Regions from separate parts of the Neogale vison genome. Here all the other regions are linked to region 1. The links are chromatin contacts, called in public Hi-C maps. All regions are on one chromosome and are shown on one strand. The core of a region is the stretch at or near the end of the contact, and the rest is flanking DNA. Distances in the headings are between cores, read along the strand shown. Region 1 holds the start of BCL6 (B-cell lymphoma 6 protein). Region 2 overlaps LOC122908796 (lipoma-preferred partner). Region 3 holds the start of LOC122908796 (lipoma-preferred partner). Region 4 has its middle 270 kb from the start of BCL6.

The links. Hi-C and Micro-C count contacts between places; a contact is called where the count stands out from the background.
Region 2: a Hi-C map of fibroblasts shows a contact between it and region 1, with 19 times the contacts expected there. The contact joins the enhancer-like site here to the promoter of BCL6 in region 1. A contact is called at or near these places in 2 of 3 Hi-C or Micro-C datasets (fibroblasts and muscle).
Region 3: a contact with region 1 is called in a Hi-C map of fibroblasts, with 10 times the contacts expected there. The contact joins the promoter of LOC122908796 here to the promoter of BCL6 in region 1. A contact is called at or near these places in 2 of 3 Hi-C or Micro-C datasets (fibroblasts and muscle).
Region 4: a contact with region 1 is called in a Hi-C map of fibroblasts, with 14 times the contacts expected there. The contact joins the enhancer-like site here to the promoter of BCL6 in region 1. A contact is called at or near these places in 2 of 3 Hi-C or Micro-C datasets (fibroblasts and muscle).

What each region holds. Positions count from the first base shown.
Region 1 is chr6:110,162,181-110,164,919 of ASM_NN_V1, forward strand. It overlaps BCL6 (B-cell lymphoma 6 protein), which reads right to left and starts at 1,393. Exons shown (of 9, transcript XM_044251971.1): 1 at 1,322-1,393.
Region 2 is chr6:110,622,175-110,624,913 of ASM_NN_V1, forward strand. All of the region lies in intron 2 of LOC122908796 (lipoma-preferred partner), which reads left to right. Among named protein-coding and RNA genes, the nearest start is that of BCL6, 460 kb to the left of the region's middle. Within about 2 kb of position 1,422, the one cell type or tissue checked has open chromatin away from gene starts, as enhancers often do. A contact at or near this core is called in fibroblasts, where this site is marked.
Region 3 is chr6:110,525,589-110,528,327 of ASM_NN_V1, forward strand. LOC122908796 (lipoma-preferred partner) reads left to right here and starts at 1,409. Exons shown (of 14, transcript XM_044251981.1): 1 at 1,409-1,524.
Region 4 is chr6:110,431,507-110,434,245 of ASM_NN_V1, forward strand. No RefSeq gene overlaps it. Among named protein-coding and RNA genes, the nearest start is that of BCL6, 270 kb to the left of the region's middle. Within about 2 kb of position 1,410, the one cell type or tissue checked has open chromatin away from gene starts, as enhancers often do. A contact at or near this core is called in fibroblasts, where this site is marked.

The sequences.
Region 1 (2,739 bases), core at 143-2,642:
ACCATGGGAAAAAATAAAACAAAATTAGGAGAGGCGGGGGAACAGCCATTGGGAGCTAACACCGAGTCACGCAGCGCCCAAAACACAAACACCGCGACCGCCAGAAATCCCGCCACCTTCCCGCTCGGCTGGGCCGTCCTGTGAAGGTTCCCAGAGTCCCCGCACGCTAAACAGCACCGCAGGTGCAAACGCGCACCCCTTTGCCACCCACCCCCCAAATCCCTGTCCCGCCACCAGTCTCTCCCCTCAGGATGAGGAGAGGGAGCGCGCGGGGGTTCCCGACTCCCTTGACTGCAACCAAGAAAGAATAATTTTCAAAGTATTCAACATCCCCGCCCCCAGGCAAGCTAAACCTCCCCCAAAACACAGGGTAAGGGGACACCAAAGGGGTCCACCAAAGGGGACACCAGAACACTCGGATCTCGTTAGGAAGACCGCGGATCTAAAAGGAAATAGTAGAAACGATACTTCAACTGGGCTTAAGGGGGAGGAGGGGGGAGAAAAACAAAACCCGAGGAGTTCGCTTGCATTTTTCCTCCCAAATCTCGGCTCGGAGGCAGGGAATCTAGAGGAGCGAGGCCGGTGGAAGGGAGCCAGCGGGGCGAGCGAGCGGGCAGCCTCCCTCCTCGCCTCCCGGAGTCACCAAGAAGGACGGGAGAGGAGAAGGAAGGAGAGGCGAGGGAAAGGAGGAGGGAGGGAGGGAAGAGGAGGCAGGAGCGAGGGAGCGAGGAAGGCAGTTTGCAAGCGAGAAAAGAGGGAAAAAACACAGCCGCCCGAATCCAGCGAGATCACAAGCCGTACGCAAGCAGCAGCAGAAAGAGCGAGAGCGCGAGCGCGCGTCCTCTCCGTCGTCTGGGGCCAGACAGCCCCCAGACTTGCCCGGAGCACCCCCCGAACACTGTCTCGTCCTCTCGGCTCCGGCCGCCCCCTAATTCCCCTCCTTCCTCTCCTCCACCTCCTTTTCCAAAACCAAAACAACACAAGGGAGGGTGGCAAAAGCCTCCCCAAACCGGCCGATTCACTCAAAGACAACAAGAATAAAATAACAAATATATAAAAATCTATATCCTAGAGTGGGAGAGACGTGGGACTAATCTTCGGCATTTATTTTAACACCTGACAGCTAGAATAAATAAATATATACATTTATATCAATAGATACACATAGGAAACTTGGAGCCAAAGCATTTGGCAAGAGCGGAAAAAAAAAGAATTAAAAGGTAAAATAATGATCATGAGCAGCGGCGGCGGCAGCGGCACCAGCGGCACCAGCGGCGGCGGCGGCAGCAGCAGCAGCGGCAGCAGCAACAGCAATAATCACCTGGTGTCCGGCCTTTCCTAGAAACTTCTTGCATCACCACTTCTAAGAACCCCAGTTCTAAGAATCAACAGAGCTCAATTCTCGGAATTTGAGCTGCGGACTTTACCACTGCTACGAGGCAGGGGAGGACTCGGTGTCAGCTCTCCGGGACTTTTGCCTCTCTTAGCCCATGGAAAGCCCTCAAAGCCACAATATTTTTCCAGTTCCCAGAAGATTTCGAGGTCCTCAGCTGCGGAGCGTCTCGGATTCGGAGGTTCCGGTTCGAGGCTCGAGGGGCCAGACGGCGTCCCTCCCTCCCGGGGCCCCGCACGATGGTACAGTCTGCTCCGCCAGCGTCACGTGGGCGCCCCCTCTGTGACGTCGGCGTCTTCGCTGTAGCAAAGCTCGGCCTCTGGAATTCTGAGAACTAATTTGCTATTCGGTGACATAAGAGGGGGAGTGCGCTTTGCTTTCCCGGGGTCTGGGGCTAATTCCTCCTCTCTTACCCATAAACTCAGCTACTCGAGCTAAATACACAAAAGGGAGAGAGAGGTTCGACCCGTTGGAAAAAGTCTGTTATATATAGTAGCTTTAGAGGCGAGTAAGAGAAAAAAACAATAAACACCACAGCTCTTTCCAGCTAGAATATTAGGCACCACGAGAAAAATATTTGCCAAGCAGTTTTCGGTGGGTTCATTTGCTTTATTTTATTTGGGACGTCTTTCGGTTTTCTTTTGTTGTTTTTTTTCCTTGTTGATGTGGTGGCTTGGGATTTTTTTTTTCCTTTTTTTGGTGGTTGTATTTTGATGATTTTCGGATTTTTTTCTTCTTCTGATTTTTGCCTTTTGCAAGTTTGTGGTGTTACGTAAATACTAGGATCCCGCGTCGGTTGGATTTTGTTTTGTGTGTGTGTGCTTCCCACCCCCACTTTCTAATCGCTCAAGCGCTTTAAAGAAGATGTGTTATTTTAATATTGAGACTATTGAGAGCGGCTTCAATTTTTGATCGCATGTAACAATCCCAACCCCCACTTTTTTTGGGGGGGGGTGCAATTTTCTTTTTCCCTTGGACTTTTTTTTCTTTTTTTTTACTGAGAGGAGGCTCTCCTGCACTTGAGGGACATGTTCAAAGGATTTGTTTTGGTTTGGTTTATTTCTTTCCAGGACAGCAAGTGGTGGGTTTACTCTTTCTGTTATTGTTGACTGTTCGGACATTTCTTGTTGAAAGAAACGTGTGTGTGTTTGGGTATGTGTACGCGTGTGTTCTACCAAATTAGGTGAACCAAATACATGTTTGTGTTTTGCTTTTTCTTAAGGTCTCGATCCCCCGCGCTCCCCCCCACGCCCGGCTCGTTTCAAGGTCGTTGTAAAAAAATCTCTTCTGTCTGTGTTTAAGAGATCAGCCGGAGGGAATTCTAAAGGCCTGCCGTGCCAGTATCA
Region 2 (2,739 bases), core at 172-2,671, 460 kb after region 1:
CTCAACTTTACTGCTAAAGATGGTTCGCTGTGGAAGGCACGGAGGGTCGGTGATGGGCATACGTCCACTCAGTGCTTAGTCTTTGTGGCCCTCCGACTCCCCTAGGCGTCCTGAGACAGGTGTAGAGGACCCCTGATGGCTGGACAGTCAGTACTGATGTGTGCACGCACACTGGGGGTGCTTCGGAGAGGCTGGTTTCCAGGGAGAGAGGGTGGGCAAGGGAGTGGGCAGACAGGTGTGCCAGCAAGCCATGGGTACCTGGAGGCAGGCTGCCAGCTCCGATCAACACCGGAGTTACAAGCGTGCAGAGAGTACGGGGTCTATTGGCTGCCAGTGGGGCAGGCTTTGCTGTTCTAGGTCTTGAAAGATTGCTAGGCTGTGATCAACAAGGGAGGAGAGCTGTGTCTTCGAGAGGGAGGGATCCGCAGAGGCGTGCGAATCTGCAGAGGGACTGGGGATGGCAGGCTGAGTCTAGAAGGTGCGCTCGGAGAAGGCATTGCCGTCACATCATTGGAGTTTAACATGTGCCTCTATTGTATTTGGGGCTTTTTCCTGTAAGCAGTAGGGAGCTTTTATGGGTTTTGGAAGGAACTGTGATAGGATTACTCTGGTGAAGTGTGTGTGTGTGTTTTGTTTTGCTTTGACTTTTTCATTTTCCGAGTCTTTTGAGGAACTGTTGGGCAACCTTGACTCTGGGAAGTGTGCACTGCCAACCTTTATCTGTCTTCTCTTCTCTCTCCTGGCCTGGCCCGGCTCCTTCTCGAGATGCTTCTGGGGGAAGCAGCTTGGCAGTGCTGGTTCCAGGGGCTGCTGCTCGAGCTCTCCGGGCAGCCCCTCTCTGCCTGTTCCTGTTTCCCATTCCTCCCCTCTTCTCTTCCTCCTCCTCCTCTTTCTCTGTCACCACCCCCGCTGCCAGCAGCCGCGCTCCCCTCCCTAAAATAAATAAACCAGTCGCTCCAAAAGGTTCCAGGCACATTAGTCACATATCCCAGAAGTTTAATACAGAATTATTTTGACAGCGAGAACAAGAAGTGTTTTCTAGTTGAACGCACAGAACTTGCTTATTCCAACTGGGCTTTCTGCCGCACAGACAGATGATATGTTTTTTAGATGGATCGGCCACGCAGGAGGCTGTGTCGCTTCCCTTGGATGCGTGACAAACTGCTCACTACCAAAAGTGGTTGGGGAAAAGATGCGAAAGGAGACAGGGAGAGAAGAATGAAATCACATCCTTATTGCGGACATAACTTTCTTCCCGGTAACTTCAGTAAGCCGCCGAGAGATTGCTGCGTGTTTATTTATTTATTTGGCTGCCTCTGGAGCCGTGAAGTCCCTTTTTCAAGCCGGGCTCGTGCGTGTGCTAAAAGATGAGGACAGATCGAGTTATTGCAATGCGGGTGGCTCTCCAAGCATTCCAGTTGAATAGCTCTTCCAGAAATATTTCTTGACTCACTCATTTAGCACTTTCTATTGCTGTTACTAAGCAGATTGGAGGCCCTCCCTGTGCTTTTGCCAGACAGCTCTGGGGTTGATGTGGCTCCCTTATCCCTATTTGGCCTGTGTAAAGATGGAGGAATGAAAAGCTCAAGTCTGTGGTTGTCTCAGAGGTCTTTCTCCCCCTGCCGAGGGGCCAGTGTGCCGTACGCATCGTCAGAGAAAGAATAAAAGTGCGTGCTGCCCTCTGGGGCAGCTTTTCCCCTCCCCTTCCAGATCCCAGCACCAAGCAGGAAGGCCTTTCTCCCAGGGTGGTTCGCTTGGGAGTGAAGTCCCAGACATGAGCACAGAGGAGAGAAGGGACGGAGTTCCAGACCTGGGATGTTCTGTTCTGCCTGGCTCCCATCATCCTTCGCTTCTTCCTTCTCAGATCTTTCTAGAGAGCTCCAGCCTTCTGGGGGTGCTGGGTTGATCTCTCTGGAGTTTTCTTATCTACTTTCCCTGCTTGTTTCTCACTAGCCTGTCATTCCCACGCCTTCCTCCAGGAAGGCATATACTGGCTGTATGACTTTGGACAGTAGGCTCTTTGGGTTTTCTCCTTTGTGGACTCCTATTTCCAGCTGCTCATGATGTGTGATGTGAAATCCCAGGATAGGAGATAACCACAGGGTAGTTCATGGGGGTGCTGTGGTTACATTTGGAAGATCCAATAAGCTTCCACACCGGGCCCACTTATCTTTCCGGAACCCTGTGCCTCTGGGGAACCCACTTTGAAAACCACTGTCCCGAGGCACGTCAAGACTGCTGGCAGCCCCTAGGACCACTGTACTGCCTTCTTTAAACTTCCTGCCCCCCGGATGTCTCTCAACAGTGAGAAAGTGGGACCTATGTCGATGAAGAAATGTGGCCCAGAGGGAAACATAGCCCTTACTGCTTCCTCACGCTGGCTATGAAAGTCTATGCGATGAAGGCCTTTTCGCTTGGTCACGTTGGGTGACTCTTCCCTGGGCCTCCTCACTGGGCCATGCCTGGCTTGTGAGTCAGGGTACCCCTGGCTAGCCCTTCATTATTATTCATTGGTTCTATGCCGAGTGGCAGTTTACAGGAATCCTTGACACGTTGTGGGGGGAGGGTGTTCTGGGCTATGGCCTCTGTCTCAGGAACATTGCTGGAAGGAGGAGCATGGCAGTCAAGCTATTTTTCAGGTGGCTTTTTTTTTTTTTTTTAAAGATTTATTTATGTATTTGAGAGAGAGAGAACTAGCAGGAGTGGCAGAGGGAGAGGGAGAGAGAGAATCCTAAGCAG
Region 3 (2,739 bases), core at 159-2,658, 360 kb after region 1:
GCCCCAAACCACAGGATTAGTCACATGACCTGGATGAGAGGAGGTGAGTTCACATGCTAGCTCAGTCATTTATTTTGTGTTGGGGCAAATCATTTTACCTGTTTTTTTTTATCCTCAGATTACTAAAGAGGGACTACAATTTGTTCCACCCAACACAAAGACCTAATAAACCTGTGAAAAAGCACTTTCATGATATGCTGAGGTGAGGGATGGTTATTTTACGTACCAGGAGGCCAGAAACAAAGAAACAAAGTCCACAGCCTTGGAGTGCCTTCCAGGCACTAGCTGCTGAACATTACAACCTCTTAACAAAGTAAATGGTGGTTTTCATGGTTGCTTCTATTTACAAATGTCAGAGGGAAAAAAATACGACTCAAACCTTCCAAGAACAGGCTTGCCTCTATTCAAACCAGTTCACCCAGTTCACAGATTCCCTCCTCCACTTTTTTTTTTTTTTTTTTTTTGAAAATATAAGCTCACAGCAAGCTTTCTGGGCTTCCAGGACAAGGCTGGGAAGTAAATGCTAACCTGCAGGGGTTCCTCTGAGTACAGGACAGAGGAAGCTGACCGGAAGCAACTGATTGTCACTGCTACTCAGGGCTGTCAATCAGAAACTTCCAGGAACTGACTCAGGGACCAGGAGAAGTTGGCAAACTCTTACAGGGTGGTACGCGTTGTCCAGGGACACATAGCCTGTTTCATGGCTCAGTGGGACGAAGGGAGTCAGGACCCTGCCTGGCAGCGGGGGACAGGGCTGGGAGTCTAAGCATCCCGGTCCCGCGCTTGAATCTGTGTTGTGTATGACCCTGGGCAAGTCATTTCTCTTTCCAGGCTTCAGTTTTCTCCTGTGTGAAGTGGTCTTGGCCCTCTCTGCCATCCAGTAGGTTCTGAGTGTTGCTGGGACGCCAGGGCGAGGCTCAGGAGCAAGATTTCAGAAGGGAATTCCATGGCAGGATCTCTTCTGCTGAATTGGCGCTTCCATAGTAGACACGGTCCCCTCATTTTTTCAGCAGCCCCTCCACTCAGCCGCTTCCTCCTTCTACGTCTGCTTCCTCCTCCTCCAGTGCAGGCATAGCCTCCACACCTCCCTCATTCCCTTCCTCCTTTGCAAGCTCCCTGCATCCCCGCGTCTCCTCCTCTTCCTCCCAGGAAGTAACATGCCCTCCGCGCGCCCACCTTCTGGCCCAGCCGCAGCCCCAGCGGGCGCCCCCTCCCCCGCCTGGCGAGCGCAGCGCGGCGGCCCCGCGGGCACACGCTTTCCCATACCTTACATGGACAAATGCGTGCAGGCAAAGTCAGGAATTCAGGCCCCTGACGTCAGCCTCCAGCTCTCAGGGCACCGCACGGGAGCCCGAGGGGAGGGGGTGGGGACGGTGGGGAGGAAGGAGGGGGAAAGGCACCAACCAGCAGCCGCTCCAGTCCTGCCGAAGTTTCACTTTTTGTCTGTGGGTCCGCTCCCGGACCCGCGCGAGCTTTCCCGGGATAAGTAGCGCTAGCGAGCAGGGGAGAGCCGAGCGCTGCAAGGTAAGGGCTGGCTGCACGGCCCGGGGCGCGGGGCGCGGGGCGCGGTGCGGGGCGCGGGGCCGGGCCTGTCCGGGGCCGGGGACAATGGGAGGGGGAGTGCCCGGGCACCTCCTCCTTCGCCTCTGCCTCCGCCTCCAGCCGCCGCCGCCGCCGCCGCCGCCGCCGCCGCTGCCCCGGCTGCCTCCTCCCCGAGGTATTGTTGCAAATCCTCCTTCCTTCCCCCCCACCCTCCGCTCGCGGGCGCCTCGGGAACCCCCGGCCCTCCCCGGGCGCAAGCGCTCCGGGGAGGCAGGAGCGCGGGGCGCAGGGCGCGGAGCGCGCGCCCAGCCCCGGCCCCAGGGCCCGCGGTGCGGAAGTGCCGGCCGCGGCGCAATCACGGGGTGCACGCATGGGGGAGGGGGACCCCGAGTTTTCGGGAAGCGCGGACCTGGGGCTGGGCGGGGTTGGCGCCCTTCCCTGAGCGCCCCCTGCCCGGGCTATTCAGGGCGTCCAGGGGGCGGGGCCACACCCAGCAGCTTGGAGCTTTCGCGGAATCTCAGTTGTCACAGCGGAAAGGGCCTAGGAACCTAGTAATTCGAGTCCCCCCATTTTACAGTCGGCTCAGTTGAGGCCCAGGGAGAAGGAGGGCCTCCCCGGAGTCACTCTCTGGAGGCCGAGCCAAACTGACATAGATGGTTCCCAACTCCTGGTTCTTTTTCTCCAAGCATTTCTCCAGCACCCATTGTGTGCCACGTTCTGTGCTGGGTGTGCGAGCTCAGAGAGGGTGTTGGGGCCCAGTCCCTTCCCTCAGGGAGCGCACAGTCAACCGTGGCACCCAAGCTGACCGGAGATAAAGTGCGGTGTGCGGCGAGGGGTGGGGCGGGGAGGGGGTAGGCATGGGTAAAGTTCAGGCGCTTAAGGAAGGGAGTTTGATTTTCCCATTTGGAGGGGCCGCGCTTGGTCAAGGCTTTGAAGAATAGGGGGTTTCCTGAAGCCAGCCAGGGACAGGAAGGCCATTTGTGCAGGGGTGGGGGTGGGGGATGCAGAGCAGAGAAGGCTAAATAAAATACAGAGAGTGGAGACGAAATTCTAAATGTGATTGTTGGGGGCTTAGGGTTGGATGGAGGGGGTGCATGAGATGAGATAGAGTGGAATTGTGCCTGAGTACTCTACAGAGCGACGCCTTTGGGATTAAGGAGTACTCTGGGAACTGAAAGGGCTCTCTGGTTTCCCTCC
Region 4 (2,739 bases), core at 160-2,659, 270 kb after region 1:
AGAACTTCGGAGACTCCCAGCTGTCTTGGACTTGAATCTCCTTCTCCCTCTGGCATCCAGAGCCTCCAAACTCTGGTGCTAACCCATCTGCCAACCTTAGCTCCCTTGTCTCCCAGCTGTGCACACCTAGCCATGCCCGTCTCCCTGCAGATGCCCAACAAGCATCTAGCTTTGCCACCATCCCGGGCCGGTTCATGCCGGCCACTCCCCCGTTTTCCAGGCTCTCATATGTCACTCTGTGAACTCAGCTTTTCTTCACCCCAAATGCCATCTCTCCGACAAGACCTTTTCTTGCCCACCGCTCTGTACATCTAGTCACGAGGAATTTCTCCCTCATCACAACTCTTAAGAGCATCTTTGTGTTTTTGCTAGGACGTATTACTTTCTCCCTTGTATTTGGCTCATTGTGTGCCTCTCAGAGCTTTGCCCTAGACTGTGTCCTCAGGGTGGCTGACATGCAGGGGGTCACCTGTAGATACCGGAGACTGACCAGAGGGAGCAAGTTCACAGTCGCTGGGAGAGCACAGGCTGGTTGAAAGTCCGCCACGTTTGTTCCAGGTGCAGAGCCGGGCTGGCTGACCTGTTCCCTCCTAACTCCAGGGTTTCGTGTATCTATGAGTCTATGAATAGGCAAAGCAAAAGGCCACACTAAGCATCTTTCCTGCTCCTATCCTAATCTCGGGTTCAGGGACATCCCTGAGGGATCAATACTTTAAATCAGCCCTCATGGCATGCTGTGGAAAGGCGCTCCTTCCAGGAGCTGACTAATGCTGACACTCTCTTCTGTTGTTGCTTCCTGGGCTGGCTCGGTTTTTCCTCTGGCTCTGCTGTGTCTCTCAGGCCCTCTGTCCCCCCAGACCCAGGTAACAAGGGTGAAGAGAGTCGCCCTTCTCCTCCGAGAGCTGCCCCAGCAGCCCTTGCCTTCCTGCGGGTGTCTTCCTTTGCGGGGTCTCAGATCCTGCCTTTCTGCACAGAACAGGGCCCAGCCCTGCCCGTTCTGTGATCACAAGGAGGAGGAGACAGACAAGGGTGCAGGGAAGGGAAAGAGGGCAAAGAGTGATCCCTTTACTCAAGATTCCTTCAGGGAAAAGAGAATTTGACTTGAGCCTGCGTTCTGGGTAATTCAGCATCAAACAGCAATGAGGCCTGGGATCTGGCCAAGTCTTTGTTTTGTTTTGTTTTTTTCCTTTCCTCCAATCAGCCCAGGGCGCTGGGGAGTGAAGGCGTGGAGGGGGTGGGGGCCCCCTCACTCGCGGGGGCTGTGAGGGAATGCTGAGCCCGCAGAAGTGGCCCATTGAGAGCCCAGGCTCCCAGCGCAGGGGCGGCTGGCACCCCCGGCCTACCACCACAAGGGCAGCTCTGTCCTGTGGGCCCAGGGCTCCGTCCCAGCCCCACTGGCTCAGAGAGAACAACATTTCCTTATAAGGCCCCGGCCGCCTTGCCAAGGCTGGCCGCTCCGACAGACTGTAGCTTTCCATTCTCCTCGCCCCGGCTCCAGTGCAGGCCTTGAATGTAGCCCTTGTTGGCAGGCCCCTCCCCCCCCCAGGGCCCCCACCCCACCCACTTCCATTCGGGGCCAGGGCCAGCCCCAGCGAACAGGATAAACAGCCCGGAGGCCTCTCCCACGCGCGGCCTGCCTCAGCTCAGGCCTGCTGGAGGCAGCACAGGGTAGCAGAAGGAGCACCAAGACACAGGGCTGGGGTGGTAGGGGGAGCCCCGCAGCTCCCTTCCGGACAGGGGGGTGGCTCAGGCCAAGGTCCTGACTCGGAGGCTGCTTCCTCATCTAGGGAACAGATTCCAAGTGCCACAGGTTCTAGATTCTTTGCATCGCCTTCAAAGCCCTTCCCAGTCAGGTTACCTTTAAGGCTTCACCTCTGCTCCCCTACCCCAGGACCAGCTTTCTGGGACTCCTCCCCTCGCCCCCAGGAGCCATGTCTCCTCAAGCTGCCAGAGCTCAGGGCCCAGGGAACGACCCCCTTCCTCCCTTCCCTGGAGAAATGTGGCCTTTCTTGCTCTCCTCAGCGTTTGCAAGCACCTCTCTTAGAGGCTTGCTGTTTGCCCGTGACAGTGATTTGTTTACGTGCCTTTTCCTTTAGTGGATGGTAAGCTCCTTGAGGCTCAAATGGTCTCTTCTTCCTCTTTAAGTTCCTGAACTCTACGGCCAGGAACGGGGCTGCCTTTGAGGTCTTGTGTAATCGCCTGAATATACAGGGTTGGGCAAACTCAGAAGAGACAAACGATGGATGTGCAAATACTTCATAAACTGTAAAGTGCGGTGCCCCATCCCATACTACCCTCCACCCCACATTTTCCTCTTTATTACCCCGTCACAACCCCTCTTCCTGTCCACCCAGTTCCACATCCTGAGTTCTGTGCTCACTGCAACTCCTCAGGGGCTTAAAATCCCTCTTGAAGACATTACTGGTCTCTCAAGGTCAGTGTCGGAGCTGGAAGGGCCTTTAGAAGTTATCCAATGGTTTCTACACTAGCATCCACGCATGGGTCCCCTGGCCACAAGAATGGATTAAACGAAGGGGCTCTGAGCCCTCGGCCCCACCCCTTTCACCATGTATACATGCTAGGTTCCCACAGCATTCTCAAAAAAAAAAAAAAAAAAAAAAATCCAGTGACTTTAGAAGTTGGAAGTATACTGATTAATCCAATCTCAACACAGCTGAAGAAACTGAGCTCCCTTAAAGAAAAGTGGTGTTCCTGACATCACATGAGTCACACACATAA